Linked DNA regions of Ovis aries: region 2 is linked to region 1. Evidence: chromatin contacts called from public Hi-C data. All regions are on one chromosome and are shown on one strand. The core of a region is the stretch at or near the end of the contact, and the rest is flanking DNA. Distances in the headings are between cores, read along the strand shown. Region 1 has its middle 92 kb from the start of MAP2K4. Region 2 overlaps MYOCD (myocardin).

Evidence for each region. A called contact is a pair of places that touch in the nucleus more often than the background predicts.
Region 2: a contact with region 1 is called in a Hi-C map of hypothalamus, with 7 times the contacts expected there. The contact joins two enhancer-like sites. A contact is called at or near these places in 8 of 16 Hi-C or Micro-C datasets (hypothalamus, liver, mesenteric adipose tissue and 4 more).

The regions. Positions count from the first base shown.
Region 1 is chr11:30,535,778-30,539,510 of ARS-UI_Ramb_v3.0, forward strand. No RefSeq gene overlaps it. Among named protein-coding and RNA genes, the nearest start is that of MAP2K4, 92 kb to the left of the region's middle. Within about 2 kb of position 2,469, at least 4 of the 54 cell types and tissues checked have an H3K27ac peak or open chromatin away from gene starts, as enhancers often do.
Region 2 is chr11:30,958,311-30,961,916 of ARS-UI_Ramb_v3.0, forward strand. MYOCD (myocardin) reads left to right here. Exons shown (of 13, transcript XM_042255682.1): 8 at 3,083-3,327. Among named protein-coding and RNA genes, the nearest start is that of ARHGAP44, 35 kb to the right of the region's middle. Within about 2 kb of position 1,556, at least 7 of the 54 cell types and tissues checked have an H3K27ac peak or open chromatin away from gene starts, as enhancers often do.

The DNA.
Region 1 (3,733 bases), core at 1,219-3,718:
TTTTATCTAGAATTATGAAGAATTTATTTTGGTTAGTAAATGAGGTTAAAGTTTATCAAATGATGTGTATGCATTTGCTGAGATCAGTATTGATTTTTCTTTTTTCCTCTAGCTGTAAACTTTTAATTTTATATTGGGGTATAGCCAATTAACAATGTTATGGTTGTTTCAGAGGATATGATTTTTCTTATTTAGTCTATCACTGTGGTGAATTACTTATGGATTTTTCTAATATTCAACCACCCTTTAAGTGAAAGTCGCTCAGTCATGTCTGACTCTTTGCGACCCCATGGACAGTACAGTCCATGGAATTCTCTAGGCCAGAATACTGGAGTAGGTAGTCTTCCCCTTCTCCAGGGGATCTTCCCAAACCAGGGATCGAACCCTTTAAACCATTATTTAATTGAACCACCCTTTAAACAATTATTTAATTATAAGAATAACCACAGTTGTGTGTAAAATTTTCACATCCATAATTCAGAGTGATACAAACCTGTAGTCTTCAGCTTTCTTCCAAGATTTTTCCCTCTGCTGCTGCTATTTCCTCTTCCCCCTCCCCTCCCCCCTCCTCCTCGTCTTTCTTCTTCACTGAGTTATGGTTGCCTGATAGAATGAATTGGTAAGTTTTCCCTCTCTTTCCTCAGACTGCCTGGGTTTGGATCCTGGATCATCACTTACTGTTGCCACCTTGAGTCTTGTGTCTTGGTTTCCTAGTATGTGAGCTAAAAATACAAGAAATAACTGCCTCAGTGTTTTGGTGAAAATTTTAATGAGAAAATGCATCCAAAATGGTTAATCACAGTGGTTGACTGGTGGACTGGTTCCAAATTGGGAAAGGAATGCATCAAGGCTGTATGTTGTCACCCTGCTTATTTAACTTGTATGCAGAGTACATCATGAGAAACACTGGGCTGGAAGAAGCACAAGCTGGAATCAAGACTGCCAGGAGAAATATCAATAACCTCAGATATGCAGATGATACCACCCTTATGGAAAAAAGCAGAGAGGAACTGAAGAGCCTTTTGATGAAAGTGAAAGAGGAGACTGAAAAAACTGGCTTAAAACTGCATTCATAAAATGAAGCTCGTGACATCCGGTCCTGTCACTTCGTGACAAATAGATAGAGAAACAATGGAAACAGTGACAGATTTTATTTTCTTGGGCTCCAAAATCACTGCAGATGGTGACTGCAGCCATGAAATTAAAAGAAGCTTGCTCCTTGGAAAGAAAGCTATGACAAACCCAGATGGCATATTAAAGTGTTACTTTGCCAAAAAAGGTCTGTATAGTCAAAGCTATGCTTTTTTCCAGTAGTCATGTATGGATGTGAGAGTTGGACCATAAAGAAGGCTGAACGAATTGATACTTTTGAACTGTGTTGTTGGAGAAGACTCTTGAGAATCCTTAGGTCTGCAAGGAGATCAAGCCAGTCAATCCTAAAGGAAATCAATCCTGAATATTCATTGGAAGGACTGGTGCTGAAGCTGAAGCTCCAATACTTTGGCCACCTGATGCAAAGAGCTGACTCGTTAGAAAAGACCCTGATGCTGGGAAAGATTGAAGGCAGGAGAAGGGGACGACAGAGGACGAGATGGTTGGATGGCATCACTGACTTAATGGACATGAGTATGAGCAAGCTCTGGGAGATGGTGAAGGACAGGGAAGCCTGGTGAGCTGCAGTCCATGAGATCGCAAAGGGTCAGACACAACTGAGTGTCTCAACAACAAAATGCAAGTTGCATTCATTCCATCGACCACTTGGGGGAGCCAGATAGCTGAAAACAAACAAGTTCCCAGCAAGTTAAGCAGAGGTGGTCTCTGACTGAGAGCTAGAGTTGAGGCTGCTCTAATTTCAGGCTCCCATTTTCTCATTTTGGGAAACAGAGGTTCAGAGAAAAGAAATGATTGTTGTTTTAACTGGTAATCTAAAGATGAGAGTCTTTTTACTTACCAGCTTATTAAGGAATCACTTGAAAAAAATCAACTTTAGTCACAAGCCTACTAAGTTCTGAGCATGGCTAAGTCTGTGTAGAGTAGAAAGTCACCTCACCCTCCTCAGTTTCTCAGCTGATGAATTCGTGTTGTACTTTTCATTTCATTAAGATCTGTGCTTAAAAAGGAGTAGGTTACCAGACATTGTTGAATATATCTCATGCCCGGATATGCACAGTTCTTAGAGCATACAGACAATTGGCACTATGAAAAAGAAACACACTGACACACAAGAATAAGGACACACACACACACACACTCTTGGTGAGCTCACCCAGTTTCCAGGCTTTAAGTATGCCCTGTAAGTGGATAAATCTCAACTTTATATTTCCACCTCGATCATCCTCCTGGACTTCAGGCTCATTTATCTAACTTCTTACACAACATTTCCCCTTGGGAGCCTGTGAGGCATCTCGTGTTCTTGTTTAAAACTGAGCTCCTAATCTCCTCCTGTCCTGTTCCTCCAACAGACTTAGTTCAGGGCAACCGCATTCCTCCGTTAGCTCAACTAGCCTTCCCATTGCCTTTAAACCTGTCCTCTCATTCTCCACACTGAACTCACCAGCAAGCGTGTTGGCCGTGCTCTTCAGGATAAACCCAGAATCCGACCACCTCTTCCTGCCTCCACAGCTCCCGTCGCGGCTCGTGCCACCAGCATCCCCTCTCTGGCCTTCGCCAGGGCTCCTCCCTGGCCCCTCGCGTCTGTTCTGTAGCTTACTCTCTGCAGAGTGGCAGAGGGCTGCTGTTGCAGATCTCAGCAGTGTCGCTCAGTCCTCGGCTCAGGAACCTCGCCTGTGTCCCACCTCACCACCCTTCTGGGGTGTCTCCATATGCCTCTGACTGTGTCTCCCACTCGTTCCCCACTCTGCCTCTCAGCTTGGCCGCATGGACCTCTTTACTGTCCACTGACGATTCCAGGAAGCTCTCACTCAGCCTCTGTCTCCTTGACCTGCCACGCTCTGACCCCAGATGCCTACAGAGCTCCCTCACCTCCTCCCTTCCTGTCTGTACCCACATCACCCCTCGCCACTCTTTCCACAACTGCAGCACCCCACCCCACTTCCTTTCCTTCTCCCATGACATGTAATCCCCCAGATTCTACCTATTCCACTTCTTTTGCTCAGGGTCTGTCTCCCTGCTGGGGAATGGTAGCTTCACGAGGGCAGTGCTTCCTATTGTTTATTTCCAGCACAGAGCAATGCTTAGCACATTGTTGGAATGAAAGACACAGATTTCAGAAGCTAGTCTGTGTGAGACAAAGGGTGCTAGGATAGGAAGAAAGTGATTTTTACCTGCTTATCCCTGAAGTTACTGAATCCCTCTTGCTGTGGGCAATTGCTCTGTCTTTGATCTTACATATGAGGGTACGAGGGTCCTTTTTTTGTTGTTCTAAAATGTCAATGAAATGAGTTAAGACCGTGCAAATATTGATGAACTGCACTCAGACCCTGCAGGGCCTCTGATTATTATAAGGCAGGAGGCAGTGCTTCCTGGCTGGAAAGTCACTGGCTATGAGACAGTAAGACGTGATGAAGCAAACAGTGATCCTTTGTGCAGGAAGTGTTGAGATGGTGGAAGGCAGGTAGAGAGCAGCAAAAGGGTCCTTGAGGGGTGTGATGGGAAGGACATCTAAAAAGATAGGTCAAGGCCATGTTTGCAGAGATTTGTCTCCAGGTCAAAGTCCTAATTCCTGAGTCTCAAATTCTGTGGGTGAGGCACAACTGATTTTGAGCAAGAGAAG
Region 2 (3,606 bases), core at 306-2,805, 420 kb after region 1:
AAGTGATGGCCCTGCCACCCCCTCCACTGCACATGCACAAAAGCGGCTTTCTTTTTTAATTGTGTGTGTTTATTTACGGCTGTGCTGGTCATCACGCTGCAGGGGCTCTTCTCCAGTTGCGGAGAGTGGGAGCTACTCTCTAGATGCGGTGCTCGGCTTCCCCTTGCGGTGGCTTCTGTTGCAGAGCACGGCCTCTAGGGTGCTCGGGCTTCAGCAGTTGCAGCTCCCGGGCTCAGTAGTTGTAGCCCTTGGGCTTAGTTGCTGTGGGATCTTCCTGGATCAGAGATCAAACCCGTGTTTCCTGCACTGGCAGGCAGATTATTTACCACGGAGCCACCAGGGAAGCCCACAAAACTAGTTTTCATGTTCTGAATGGATGACAGGCATTTCTGATTCCCAGGAAAGCTCCCCGGACTGCAGCGGCTTAAACCCAGTCTACAATCCTCTCTTCCCTGGTGGCTCAGCTGGTAAAGAATCCACCTGCCAATGCAGGAGACACAGGAGTTCTAGGTTCAATCCCTGGGTTGGGAAGATCCCCTGGAGAAGGGAACCCACTCCAGTATTCTGACCTGGAGAATTTCATGGACTTGTCCATGGAGTCGCAAAGAGTGACTTTCACTGCACAATCCACTCAGCTTAACTGCTTTGAACTTATGTGGCTATTGGTGAATTTTGTTCATTACAGGTGGAGGGAGGAGACATATTGACTTGGGTGAATATTTATATTTTAATATTAATGTGATTCAGTGATTTCTACCATTGGGAGCAAAGAGAAATTGTATTAATATTTCTATTGAAGTGTTTAAGTTTTGCCTAATGCAAAAGAGTTGGAAAAGACCCTGAAGCTGGGAAAGAGTGAAGGTAGGAGGAGAAGGGAACGACAGAGGATGAGATAGTTGAATAGCATCACCGACTCCATAGACATGCAGTTGAGCAACTGAACTGAACTGAATGCAAATGAACAGAGCCTTCAGCCTCTTCAAACTAAGAAAGTGTAGTAATTGTCCTGAGAAAGGACAATCAATTTCAATGAAGAGTCATATCAAAAATATGCAACTATACAGTTCCAGGTGTGCTTTCCATGTGGCGCTAGTGGTAAAAAAAAAAAAAAAAAAAATCCCCTGCCAATGAAGGAGATTCCTGGGTTGGGAAGATCCCCTGGAAGACGGCATGGCAACCCACTCCAATATTCTTGCCTGGAGAGTCCCATGGACAGAGAAGCCTGGCAGGCTGCAGCCCACGGGGTTGTATAGAGTCAGACATGACTGAGCAAATGAGCGCAGCACAAATCAAAGTTCCAGTGATTCAGAGTTCCGTGGGCTCTGTGGTCTATGCTTCTCACTATCTGGAGAAGATGGTCCGACTTACAATACCTTTTGAATGCTCAGAGTCTCTGTGATAATAAGGCAACAAATAGAGAAGATGACTGAGCCCCTGATTTAGTTGCTTTAGACGCAAGGCTGCAGCTCCCCAAGACAAGCAAGTCCTAGGAGGAGTGGGAGCAGGGCAGAGCTGACTGCAGGAGCTGGGGGAAACTCTCCCAAGAACAGAAAGCTGACTCATTACCTGGAGCGCTTAACCCATCGATGAATGAGCAGGGAGGAGGGCCCCTGGCCCACAGGAATCCTTGAGCTAAGTGTACAAGAAGAAGCCTTCCTGAGAAAACACACACAAAAAAGGCTTTGGTGGATGGGCACGCTGAGTCAGAGAAAAGCAAATCCAATAGGTCACCTTCAGATGTGTATTTTGTGGTTAAAATGGGAAAGCTGCCCGGTGACAACCTGCCTGCTGGCTATTCAGGAGCTCCCTCTTCTGGACACTGCGGGTACCACACCTTCCCCTGCCAGCTTGTTCTCAGATTAAGACCCTTCCATCATCACATCCCTGTTCATTTCAATCTTCTGTAATACAGTCAGGGATTGGAAATGTATTTTTTTTTAACTGACTTAAGTACAGACCTATCGCTTCTCAATCTCTGGAGGTCTTTGGATTTCAAGAACAGGTTATAAATATAATCACGCTATATTCAAATATAGTCCTTTGAAATCTTATTGTTTCAACAATATATTTTACCATCCTCCCATTGGTTACTGAAATCAAAAGTAGAGAATATTTTACCCAACTTGCAGGTCGGGGTCATTGAGATATGGTAAAGTTGGAAAACTATACCACGTTCAAAAATGTGCCTTCACTTCCAGGCCTCTGTCCTTAACTTTTTTCAAGGATCCAAACCGTACACCATGACTGGTAACTTCTGGAAAGGTCTCAGTGGGTGACTTGTCCTTCCTATAGTCAGTGAAGAATCTTTAGTTCAGAGGGTGTCACTTCCTGACCTTATATCAGTATTTGGTGGGAAGGGGAATTGATTTAGAAGCAACAAGAACCCACCTTTTGGGTTTTTAGAGATAGCCTTAATTTCATCTTCTTTTATATTGTTAATAAGTCAGCTCACGAGGAGCTTCACTAGAGATGATGACACGTATACAGACGAAAGAACCTTCTTGGGACCTCCCTGGCGGTTCAGTGGTTAGGACTTGCCCTCTCAATGCGGGGAGTGTGTCTTCAATCCTTGGTCGGGCAGCAAAGATCCCACATGCCTCATGACCAAAACACCAAAACAGAAACAGCAATGCGACAGATTCAATAAAGACTTTAAAAATGGTCCACAGCAAACTTTTTGTTTTATTTTTATTTTTTTAAAAAAAAAGAACCTCCTTATGAATCTAACCCAAGAACAGAATGTCGTCTTCGTTAGTCATCAGGCTGAGGTTTTAGGTTAGGAAGCTGGGCTCACTGAAACATAGACTTGCCTCTCTGTTCTGGGAAGGCAGTTCCCCAAAGCCACTTCTAAGACTCAAGACTTCCTGCCTAAGGAGTGTCCATCCTTTGCGATGTATTTGCATGGATCTGTTTGTTAGGTACCTTAACTTCCAGGATCTCATGGTGCCTCCTGTCTTTGCTATATTGTGTGTCGGGGGTTCAAGGACATCCATCAGATAAAATCTAGAGGTAATATTCCTGATGCCAAGCCGTTCCCATCCATCACCTAAAAGCACATGCCGTCTCTCCATCCGCTTTGCAGTCCAAGTCCTTGAGCGACAACAAGAACCGCCACAAAAAGCCCAAGGACCCCAAGCCAAAGGTGAAGAAGCTCAAATACCACCAGTACATCCCCCCGGACCAGAAGGCGGAGAAGTCCCCTCCGCCCATGGACTCTGCCTACGCCCGGCTGCTCCAGCAGCAGCAGCTCTTCCTGCAGCTGCAGATCCTCAGCCAGCAGCAGCAGCACCGCTTCAGCTACCCCGGGCTGCACGCAGCTCCGCTCAAGTAAGTCAGGCAAGCCCAGGGGGGTACGGAGGGGGGCACCTGGGGATGGAGGCTGGCTGCAGCTTCTCTATCAGAGGACCCAGCGAGTCCCACACCATACCACATCCTGGTGGTCGAGTTGCCCAGTCTTCCTCGCACCATCTGACACCAGCTGGGTTGGGGGGGGGGGTCCCGCAGTTCAACTCAGTTCTGATGCCCTCTACCCAAAGATGGTGTTGGATCTAAGTCTCACAGATTGAGAGCTTAGTCCCCCAAGACTGGCCCCTCACCCTCCAGACA